2 separate regions of the Zea mays genome follow, and region 1 is linked to region 2. A link is a contact called in public Hi-C data. All regions are on one chromosome and are shown on one strand. The core of a region is the stretch at or near the end of the contact, and the rest is flanking DNA. Distances in the headings are between cores, read along the strand shown. Region 1 holds the start of LOC100282909 (nudix type motif 22). Region 2 holds the start of LOC103629212 (E3 UFM1-protein ligase 1 homolog).

Region 1 (5,029 bases), core at 1,935-4,434, 260 kb after region 2:
ACATACAATGACATCTTCACTTTTTTTTGCAGCATTCCTCATCAACTCATACAGAGCAATACCACCGTTGTGGCATCCAGGCATCCGCTGCCTCATTCCTTGTAGCTCTTCCTGTAATTCAAAAGCATCTTTAGTGGTTAGAAGCATCCAAAAGCAAGCTAACGATCAGAGAGCTGTTAGAGTGTCTAAAACTCACAACGGATACTGTGTAGAGTTTAGTAGATTCATAGCCATCTTGAGCTCTAGAATAAAGCTCGCTTACGCCACTGGAATCAATGTTACATTTTGTAAAAAAGAACGCAGTCGGCCTAACGTTAACTTCTCGGCGGGAAACTCCAATGAAGACAGGATCAGTCTGCAGAATAAAATATTGATAGGTAATGAACATACTAGGAAAGTCGTGAAGTGAACAAATCTTTCTTGAATGAAAATTAGAAACAACTAAAAACTCTTTTCTATTGGATCCTGTTCATGTAGCAAACCACTATACTACACTACATGACATACTGTTTAGACCTCTACTTACTAGGGAGCTAGCAGGAACTCCAGTTTCCTCAACCACTTCACGGATGACTCCGTCAAACATTTCTTGTGAAACTCGTTCAGTGAGACTAGCAAAGTCTTCTTCATCAGTTTGATGACCCATGATTCCAATTTCTTGCGGCTGGTATAAACAAAATGAAGATCAATAATATGACATGCATTTTACAGATCTGACACAACCGATTGTTTCAGGCTTAAAAACTAAAAAAATTCTCATACACCCTCCCCTGCTCCAACTTCCTCCAAAAATGAAGCCATGTTTCCAAGTTTTAATTTTGATTCCTCTTCTAAAAATAGCTTCATAGTCAGCATGGTAACTGACAGGGGAGAAGAAACAATTTTAAGCAATAAATCGGTGAGCAATTAATGATTTATAAATTTCAGTTAAATTTCAATATACATTTTTCTTAGTCCATAATTATAACATACAGTTTCCTTCTTGAGAAGTCACTTCAAATAAACATGCTACCTCAAAAAGAAAATCTCAGCATGCTCACTGGCAGAAGAAACCACTAGATCCCACAGTACTGCAGCCTGCAGTAATGTTGTTATCATCTTTATTTTGCAGCATAAGAGAAACTATATTACACCTGGTGCTACATTTCTCAATTAGCTCTAAAAAAACTAAGTTGTACATCAAATATCTACACAGATCTTTGCTTTCATCATCTGCACTCGTATTGTCAAGCAGTCTTGAAGAATTTACCTCCGAGTGTCCTCCAGGGAAAACATAGTATCCTGGATAGTCCGCCACATTGTAGCTCCTTTGCAATACAATAATCTTTTTGTCAGATGTTTCAACTATAGCACCATTTCCCAGTGCATCTGACAAGTGTTGGCAATGTACAGAATCATCTATCAAAAGAGGAATTGTGTTGGTCAAGGCTGATCATTCTTACAGTTCTTTACAAAGATTGACATAATGTTGTCTTAGCGCACAAAATACTAAGACAGTCACTGTACCAGAGCAAACTTACTAGAAAATGGAAGGCGAAACAGATGGACGTGAATATACTTATCAACAATTTAAATTTCTGAAAGCTAAAGCAATGGAAGAAACTAGAGGACTACAAAGTTTAGATTAGATAAAAAAAAAAGGCTCTGATACACACAACCAACTGTAACTAAGCTATAAGATTACAAATTACCTTCAGATGGAACCAAAAAAAATTCCCACAATGGATTGAGATTTGTTCCCACAAATGTCCTATTTCGTGCAAGTAGAAACGATTGTTAATTCAAGGTGTTAAGTCAAAATATCGCAAAGAAACTTATAGGCTGCCAAAATTTTGGTTTAAATGTCTGTTGGAAATGAACACAAATGGTCAAACCAACCTGTAGTCTGTGAGACCCAAATGAAGTGAGACACAGTACTCAAGATCATGATCTGAGTCATCTTTGTAGTGCAAGGCATTTCCTCCATACTGAAATTCTTGATTGTTGTCAGTATTTACATTCTACTACCTGCTGGTGAATGCAGTAGAACAGATACATATACAGAGAGATTGTCTTTCTATAAAGCATGCACCAAATCACTTAACATGCAAGAAGCTTCCAGTTTTCTTTAGTTAAATACGTGTTTACCAGTAAATTGTAGCATCTTCAGGACTTCAAGTATCAACGGAGCAGAAAAAAACGAGCATACCAAGGTAGAGCTAAAAATACATACCCGAAACTTTGTACCGCTGTATAGATATGGGTTCCGCTGAAGGCTTTGGTCCCACACCTAAAAGGTCAACAAACATGAAGAATGGCAATGGACACATGCATATGTCAGATAGACGTATGATATTGGTAGGCAACATTACCTCACTTATAGATTCCTCCAAGGCTGCATCAGGATGGGGAATCCTGTCGAATGACCGACCAAACTTCACCGAAACCTTCAGTTCATAACATGAGCTCAATCAGAATGTTGCTGTGTTGTAAAGCAAGAGTGTAAAACACACTTGGTACTTCCTCCATTCAAAGAAAAAAAAAGTCCATCTAGATTTGTCCTAAGTCTTCACTTTTTTTAGTATAGGAAATTTTATAAGGATTGGTAACACAAGAGTTAGCATGACAAGATCCGTACTTCATAATATTTGAGGGCCTATTTAGATCAAGACCTGACAAATTTGCCTGGCCAGACAGCTCCCACAGGCCTAATATACGAGCGCCTGTTGTACTGTTTCTGGCCGCGCTACAGAAATATAACATCAGTTATTAGCACCCCACACACTCCTGAACGAGCTAAAGAAATACATCACGGCAGTTGATGGCAGCAGCAGCACATCCAAACACTTGGGGCTAAGCTTGTCATCCAGGATCTGGGGAAACCGATGCAAAAGTCGGTGTTGCCGCCCGCGCGGTGGTCGGACCGATGGAGGAGACGCCGTTCCGTGCAACCAAATGGACCATGCAATCGGGATGGGGACGGAGGCGAGGGGGAGGAGGAAGAGGGGGAAGAGTTTAGGGTACACGCACGCGGGAGCGAGGGAGGCCGTCGGGGCAGGAGAGGAGTATCTTGAACGCCGTGCCCGGATATGCGCCGGAGGCGGCCATACTGGGTCCCGGTGCGGGTGGCGCGGCGACGGAGACGGTCGAGGGGCGCGGGGTTGGCCGGTGCGGCGGCACGTGGATAAAAACCTACGGGTTTGAGTGATAGTTTGTACCGTGGCTTTCTTGGTATACGTGCCAACACATGTACACGTAATAAATGTATGTGTATAATTATGTGATCGTGAGTATATCCGCAGGTTTGTAAACGCTCCATCCGTTGGTTTCTAGTCAAGTTTGGGTCGTGCTCGCTGAACTAGTACGAGCCTGACACGAAATAGATAGCATGCAGCCTGGCCCAGTACAAAATAGAAAAAACCGAGCCAGCACGACACGTTAGACGGGCTGGGCCGTGCTCCGGTTGGTGGCCCGATGGTCCAAATAGCCCGGCACGGCATCATGGGCCGTGCTCGGGCTAGCCCGGCACGAGTTAGGGTTAGGGAACGACGGTCTCGTGTCGCGCGATATATTTCCAGCCCCAGCCGTTCGTTCCTGTGGTGGCGGTCTCGGTTTAGGCCTTTAGGGTTAGGTTCTCAGCGCATCGTTTCCTGTGGCGGCGACTCCTTGGCTTCTCTTCCGCGACTAGGAACGCCACCGCCAGTCCGCCACTCCGCCAGTCTGCATTCGCAAGCGGCCAAGCCCGCCGTCGCTCCTTCCCTCCTCCTCCTCGGTTCCTCGGCTGAGCAACTCCTCGGTCCCTTCTGCGACTAGGAACACCGCCAGCCGCTGCCGCTCCTTCCCTCGTCCTCCTCTTCCTCGACAGTCCAGCCGCGACCGTCGGATGCCCAGATCCCAGGAAACGATGTGCCATGCGACCGCGACCGCGAGTTCAACCGGCCCACAGCCCACTCACAGCTCCAGCAAGGTTTGTTCACATCCTCTTCGTCAGATTATTGTTAATTCCTTGGTCCGTTCACATCTGTGGCTATGATTCATGCCCCCCCGCCCTGGGAGGTCGAGCTCTTTATATACGGTTGTTTTGATTCATTCCCCACTGAATCTGATTACTTAGTTCATGAGCGTCTGACCTTACAAATTACAATGGGGAGGAAGAGGACAGCTACTAGAAAACCTTATGCTAGTAGGACGATAGATGGTTCCAGCAGTCCTTGCGCACTCGCCCCAACCTTGGAAGGTAGATCTGATGATGGTAGTGCAATAGATAATGCCTCATTACCAGTACATGGTGCTGGAGGTGTACCTGTTTGTAGTGGTAGTTCTTCCTTACCAGCAGATGGGGGTGGAGGTGTACCTGTTTGTAGTGAAAGTTCTTCCTTACCAGCTGATGTGCTAGTGCAAAGTGCTGCTAAACCATCTGTTTCCAGGGCAGAGTGCTGGAAACATATGGATAAGCGGGAGATTGTTGAAAATGGTATAAAAAGTTATATTGTTGTATGTCATTATTGTAAAACTGAGTTGAGTGCAGATTCTGCTGGTGGCACTGGACATCTGAATCGACATTTTAGAGCTTGTTTGAAGAAGGTAGGGCAAACTCTTGGTGCAGGTGTGCAAACTCAACTTAACTTCGCTGTGGATGGCACTGTAAGTACATGGGTTTACAATCCACAAGTAGCACATGAAGAAATTATTAAATACATTGTTTCTGAAGATTTACCTATTATGATGGGTGAAAGCCCTAATTTTAAGAATCTGATTCAACGTGCTTTCTGTCCACAATACCAACCTATATATCAGTAGAACTACTATAAAATCTGATTTAATGTTGCAGTATCGCAAACATCTTGCTGCCCTTAAAGATAATTTTAAAAAAGTTCAGTTTTCATTTGCTTTAACTTCAGATATTTGGACTTCATCACATCAAAAAACTAGCCACATTTCTGTTGTTGCACACTATTTGGATAATTCATATTGTCTTCATAAGCGTGTTATAGGTTTTAGAGTGATGAATGATTCACATACTGGTTCTGCAATTGCTAAGCATATTCTT
Region 2 (5,300 bases), core at 1,450-3,949:
CATCACAACAACACAGAGTATTGAGATACAAATAAAGGTGGTTGTGTTAAATACTAGACACAAAGATGTTAAAAGTACTGGCAAGATGCAATGTGTAGGCAGGTGTGCATGTGTGCGTGGGTGTGCATGAAAATACCACACACGCTTGGATTTTAGGTATTGTCTAGATCCATTTATACTTTGCTCTGAAGTCTGATTTGCCATTAGACCAAAATACTATACTCTACTATTCCAATATATGCTGAAATGTAGGAACGAAAGCGTAAGTTACAAACATCTCAACCTGTGAGAAAAAAGCATCAACACTCTCCTTTTGGGCATGGGCGAAAACCTAACAGAGAATAAAAAGACGAGAAAGTTAAACACAATTTGGGAATTAAGAATATCAATTAAACAATTGCAGATCTTACAGCTGGTGTCCACTGTCCTCCTGCACGGACTGATCCCAGTACAGCACCTTCTTTTAGCAAACCATTGAAAATGGATTGGAAGAATGAACCTTCCACAGAAACTCCACTAGCACCATGCATCTCATGAAGCTGTTGTTGCAAGGAGTTCCAAACAGATGGCAGGTTTGTTGGCACTGTTATACCCCTTGCAGCACCACGAACCATAGCAGTAATCCGTGAGACATACGCTGGAGTGTATAGCTGTCCGCCTTCTAGCCTTCCTTTCACCTGGAAGGAGGGCAGTAATGATAGCAGAACAGCATGTAAAAGTTTTTGTGAATGACATATATGTAAAAATATTGGAAATAAAGTATTGCAACATGGAGATTTAAAGTTAGAAAATGTGAAACTCAACTAAACATTCTGATCCTAAGCACCAGATTTGCCAATGGACCATGATCTAAAGCACCACACATACCAAGAGACTAACACATACAACACTGCCTAAAACCACTTTATGGTTCTTCTAAGAGCTGACTCATATGAATCAGCTAATTCATAATGCTTGAAATGACAGGTTGCATCAAGATTACTGAATTCAAACTACAGAACAAAGGGAAATGAGCTACCACTACAAGAAAAGCCATGAGAAGCATACAATAGTTCCAAGCCGCGGCTCGAGGATACTGATGACAAGCTCGGATCCAATATGTAACTGAGCAGCAATCTCTGCCAAGGCAATCTGACTGCGCTCCTGAAGCTTCTCATTTATCTCTTCCGTCACGGTGTCCCAGTAAGATTGTGACATGATCTCGCCATTTATCAGCATTAGAGTGGGATCATCGGAGACGACCTTCTGTGACTGCCTCTCAACATGGTAAAGGTCCACCCCCAGGGTATCTGATAAGTCAACTAGAGATGCACGGCCTCTCTTCTTGATCTCCATCTTAATCTCATGCTTCAAATGGTCCTGCAACACCATAGTTGACCATGGATCAGCTAGAAAACCATGAATTCTCAACTGAGCAAGTGTTCAGAACAGAGCTGAACACCAAAAAAGGTCATCCGGTCATCCCATATCATAGGAATTCTAGATGAAATGACGCAATAACTCTTAACCTGCTAGGGACATAAAAATGTGCAACTGCCATTGTATCTCTAGTATTGAGGTGGCCATTTTAGCAAATCTCTCGAGAAAGGAGATAAGAGTATTCGTTACAAACACCAGAACCCATCCAGAGGTTTGCTCTTAAGATATTACTAAGGCATAGTCCAGAGTCCATTAAATAAAAAACATGTTCCATAAAATTCCCTGCTTCCGAAATGAATAATGACATCCCACTACGCAGTATCCTTTTGAGTTAGGGAAATTTGGATCCATACCATTAAAAGATCACCAATTTGGATCCATACCATTACTATCTCACTTACATGTGGGTCCACATGAGTCAATGACATGTGGGGTCCATGGTATATATCTAAAGTTTAGATCTTTTAATGGTATAGATCCAATTGTTCCTTTGAGTTATTAACCCCGACGTCCTAAAAACCCTTCCTAAATGTTGGTTTAGTTCAGCAGCTACTATAATAAAGGCTGACGCATATGTGTAAAGAAAATTCAGGCCAGATCGTTGACACAGTTTATCTCTAAATGCAGTAACATACGCTTAGGGGCTGCTGCAGTGGTAAATCCAACCAAACGAGAGAAAGAAGGGGCGGGGCGATGGTGTTGATGGGATCGGGGCAGCAAAGTAGAGGGGACGGATAGAGAGAGGGAGGCCAGAGGGCGTACGGATGTGATGTACTCCTTGCCGGAGACGGTGTGGAGGAGGTCGAAGTCGATGATGCCTCGCTCCTGCAGCTTCCGCACCAACTCCACCACGTTCCGCTCCGACAGGCGCACGCTGGACCTCGCGCTCTGCGCCGCCTCTAGCTGCCGCTGCAGCTCCAGAAGCTCCGCGTCCATGGGCGCGGCCCTCCACCCTCCTTCCTCTCTCTCTCTCTCTCTCTCTCTCTAGACTCGCCGGAGACGCGGAGGACGCGACGACGACGGCGACGGAGAGATGGAACTGCGGGGGAGAAGTTTTCACTGGCAGGTGGGGCCCTGCGGGTGCCGGCGGCGTGCGAAGGAATAGTTGAGACGGAAGGGGATCTGGCCTCTGGGTCTGGGGGCTGGAGCTGCAGCGGAGGGCCGACAGGTGAGCCCAGTGCATAAAAATCAGGCCCATAATAAGCTTCAGATTTTGGGGACGTTTAGTACCGTACGCGCGCCTTGGCGCGCTCTGTCGTGGCGCCGTGCCTCTCAGGATTTCATCTCAGACTAGGTAAATGCTCGTGCTTTGTTACGGAATGAACATATTCTGATAAGATGCATTGAAGTTCAAAAATATTAATTATCATTTTATGTTCTTGTTAACATCTTTTAATTTTTTTTAAAAAAAATACATACCTTAAAAGCATTACACATAGAATAAACCCATCATGTGCAGTAAAATTTAATATTTATTAGCCATTCAAGTAATCTGCTATAGACATACTATTCAAATGTATAATTTTTGTTATATATCTAAAAATATTGGAACGACTTATAATTTAAAAAGAAGAGAATGAGTTATAATTTGAAAAGAAAGAGTACAATGTCTAATATTGTTGCCACACAAATATTGTATTCATGACATCCTTACTTTCTCGCTCTCATGAGTCCTGGATTAGTAGGTTTACAGAACAAGCCTCTCTCTATGTTCAGTGTGAAGTATAGAATGAAGCGAAGAAAACTAACTACATAACACGCCCTATAAGAGCCTTGTTTATAACTGTAGCTTAGAATTTATTGTCATAAGCCCGCCCTCAGTTTTAATTGTGGCTTAGAAATCAAGGCATGCAGATGTATTTGGCTTCTAAACCTCATTTATACGAAACATGCACATCACCTCAATAGTTTTCTGCTGCTTGTATCAAGTGGACAATATTGGTTACCTATAAGAGCCTTGTTTTAGAACATATATGACACAAATGGTGATGACTGGAAGTGAACTCAGAAAAGAATAAGTCACAAAAATATTTTCTTTGAAGGAATTACTTCACCATGTGCTTACACAACAGACATTTTTTCAACTGTTGAATTCACATTTTTTTGTGTGTAGTGGACTTCAACCTTTGTCAACATGAACTGAGTGCCACGATTCAAACATGAGTTGTGAATTCATATAAAAAACTTATATCCTTCTACAGTTGTAAACAGTGGCAACTGAATGAATTAACCAGATATTTGTACCCCACCAAGTGCATGCTTATCAACCTAGAAGACCAAATCAAGGTATCAACTGAGATGCCTTTGCCATAAACAATCTGTTCCAGTATTGAAGATTCCAAGAGGTAGTAAAAAAATATTATGTTGACAGGTTTGCTGGTGCAGTAGCTGCCTAATAGGGAGTTAACTAAGTAAAAGGAAATGAGCCACAAAACAAGCAATAATCACCTGCATCTTCATGCCATCTTCAGCAAACCACAAGTAATCATAGACTCGTGGGATATGAAGTTAGAAGGCATTCGAGTTTGGATCTTCAATCCATCAAGCAAACATATTCAATACCTCCACAAGGTTCCTTGCAGTAATCAGTCAAACAACATTAAAAAATAAAACAGTGTACACTTATAATAAAAGTTTCTCAAGTTATGAGCATAAAATTCAACAAAACTGGCAAATGAGAGTCAGAAACACACTATACTCAAGAGTCAAGACAAAGGAATCCATCCCAGACATCAAGGCACTAACAGAAGGATATTTTTTGTTAATGTAAATTGTTGGAGCAAAAAGAGAAAAGCATTTCCATAGTTTGAACATATCATTCAACTAATGTCTTGTTTGGCATAAACCTATACTGTTACAAAGGATTGTGGATTGCATAACTGGATACAGTTAGCAAAATCACAAGTGCTTGTAGCATAAAATGCATTTACCATGAATACATGATACATATCACATGACAATCATAGTGAATGAGGTGGAAGAAGTGACACATCACATAACCCACGGTGAATATTGTAATATTTAACAAAAATATATGGTGGACTCGTAAAAAAATTTAGTCAGACAATTCAGGAGAGTAGCGCGTTAATGCCATAGTAAGCTAAGACAACACAAGCTGGAAGTTAAATGAAGCACTGAAATCTCAAACAAGACATTAGTTGATGGCGATGAGTGTTGGGCACTTGAATAGAAACCTAAGGCATTTATTCCTCTCAGTTGCTAAAAATCATCCGGCCAACACCCACCTGAATATAAAAGTTACAGAATCAGTTATTAACTTCTTTCATACTTTTTCAGAAAACAATAACTGACAGACAACCAGCAAAGAAAAAAAATATAGCTTGTACAAAAACCTAAGGCATTTATTCCTCCCAGTTGCTGGAAAATCATTAGGCCAACACCCACTTGAATATCAAAGTTACAGAATTAGTTATGGACTTCTTTCATACTTTTTATAAAAAAATAACTGATAGACTGGCACCATTAATCTCAGAATTTTGTTAGCTAACAAGAAAACAATAAGGTAGTTTTAAGAAAATAAATTAAATGGATAAAATTCTTACCGTGACTGCACATATATTTTTGCTCTGAAATAAATCTTGAATCCTGGCCTTAGTCAATCAACAAACCTATTCTATATAATCCTAGATAGAATGTTTAGTTTGAATATCTTATGATCTACATTGTTTGATAAATGGAAGCTATGTTCAGAATAAATTACTTTGATCTCAGTAGCCTCTTCAGAAACATCAGAACATCCCCCCCCCCAAACTTTTGTAATGATGAAGCATGGAAATTCTCTCTCTCTCATTATGTTGGCCTGCCATATTACCAAACTAAGGTTCAGAAGGAAGTGTACAATTAGAAGTCACAATTTCAGT

Evidence for each region. Hi-C and Micro-C count contacts between places; a contact is called where the count stands out from the background.
Region 1: a Hi-C map of leaf shows a contact between it and region 2, with 5 times the contacts expected there. The contact joins the promoter of LOC100282909 here to the promoter of LOC103629212 in region 2. A contact is called at or near these places in 4 of 25 Hi-C or Micro-C datasets (ear, endosperm, leaf and 1 more).

Annotation. Positions count from the first base shown.
Region 1 is chr6:41,029,885-41,034,913 of Zm-B73-REFERENCE-NAM-5.0, forward strand. It overlaps LOC100282909 (nudix type motif 22), which reads right to left and starts at 3,185. Exons shown (of 10, transcript NM_001155815.2): 1 at 3,010-3,185; 2 at 2,352-2,426; 3 at 2,213-2,269; 4 at 1,879-1,967; 5 at 1,692-1,750; 6 at 1,250-1,398; 7 at 527-664; 8 at 197-355; 9 at 7-111. The coding sequence starts at 3,087.
Region 2 is chr6:40,767,441-40,772,740 of Zm-B73-REFERENCE-NAM-5.0, forward strand. It overlaps LOC103629212 (E3 UFM1-protein ligase 1 homolog), which reads right to left and starts at 2,700. Exons shown (of 20, transcript XM_008650387.4): 1 at 2,182-2,700; 2 at 1,048-1,359; 3 at 411-677; 4 at 284-331. The coding sequence starts at 2,355.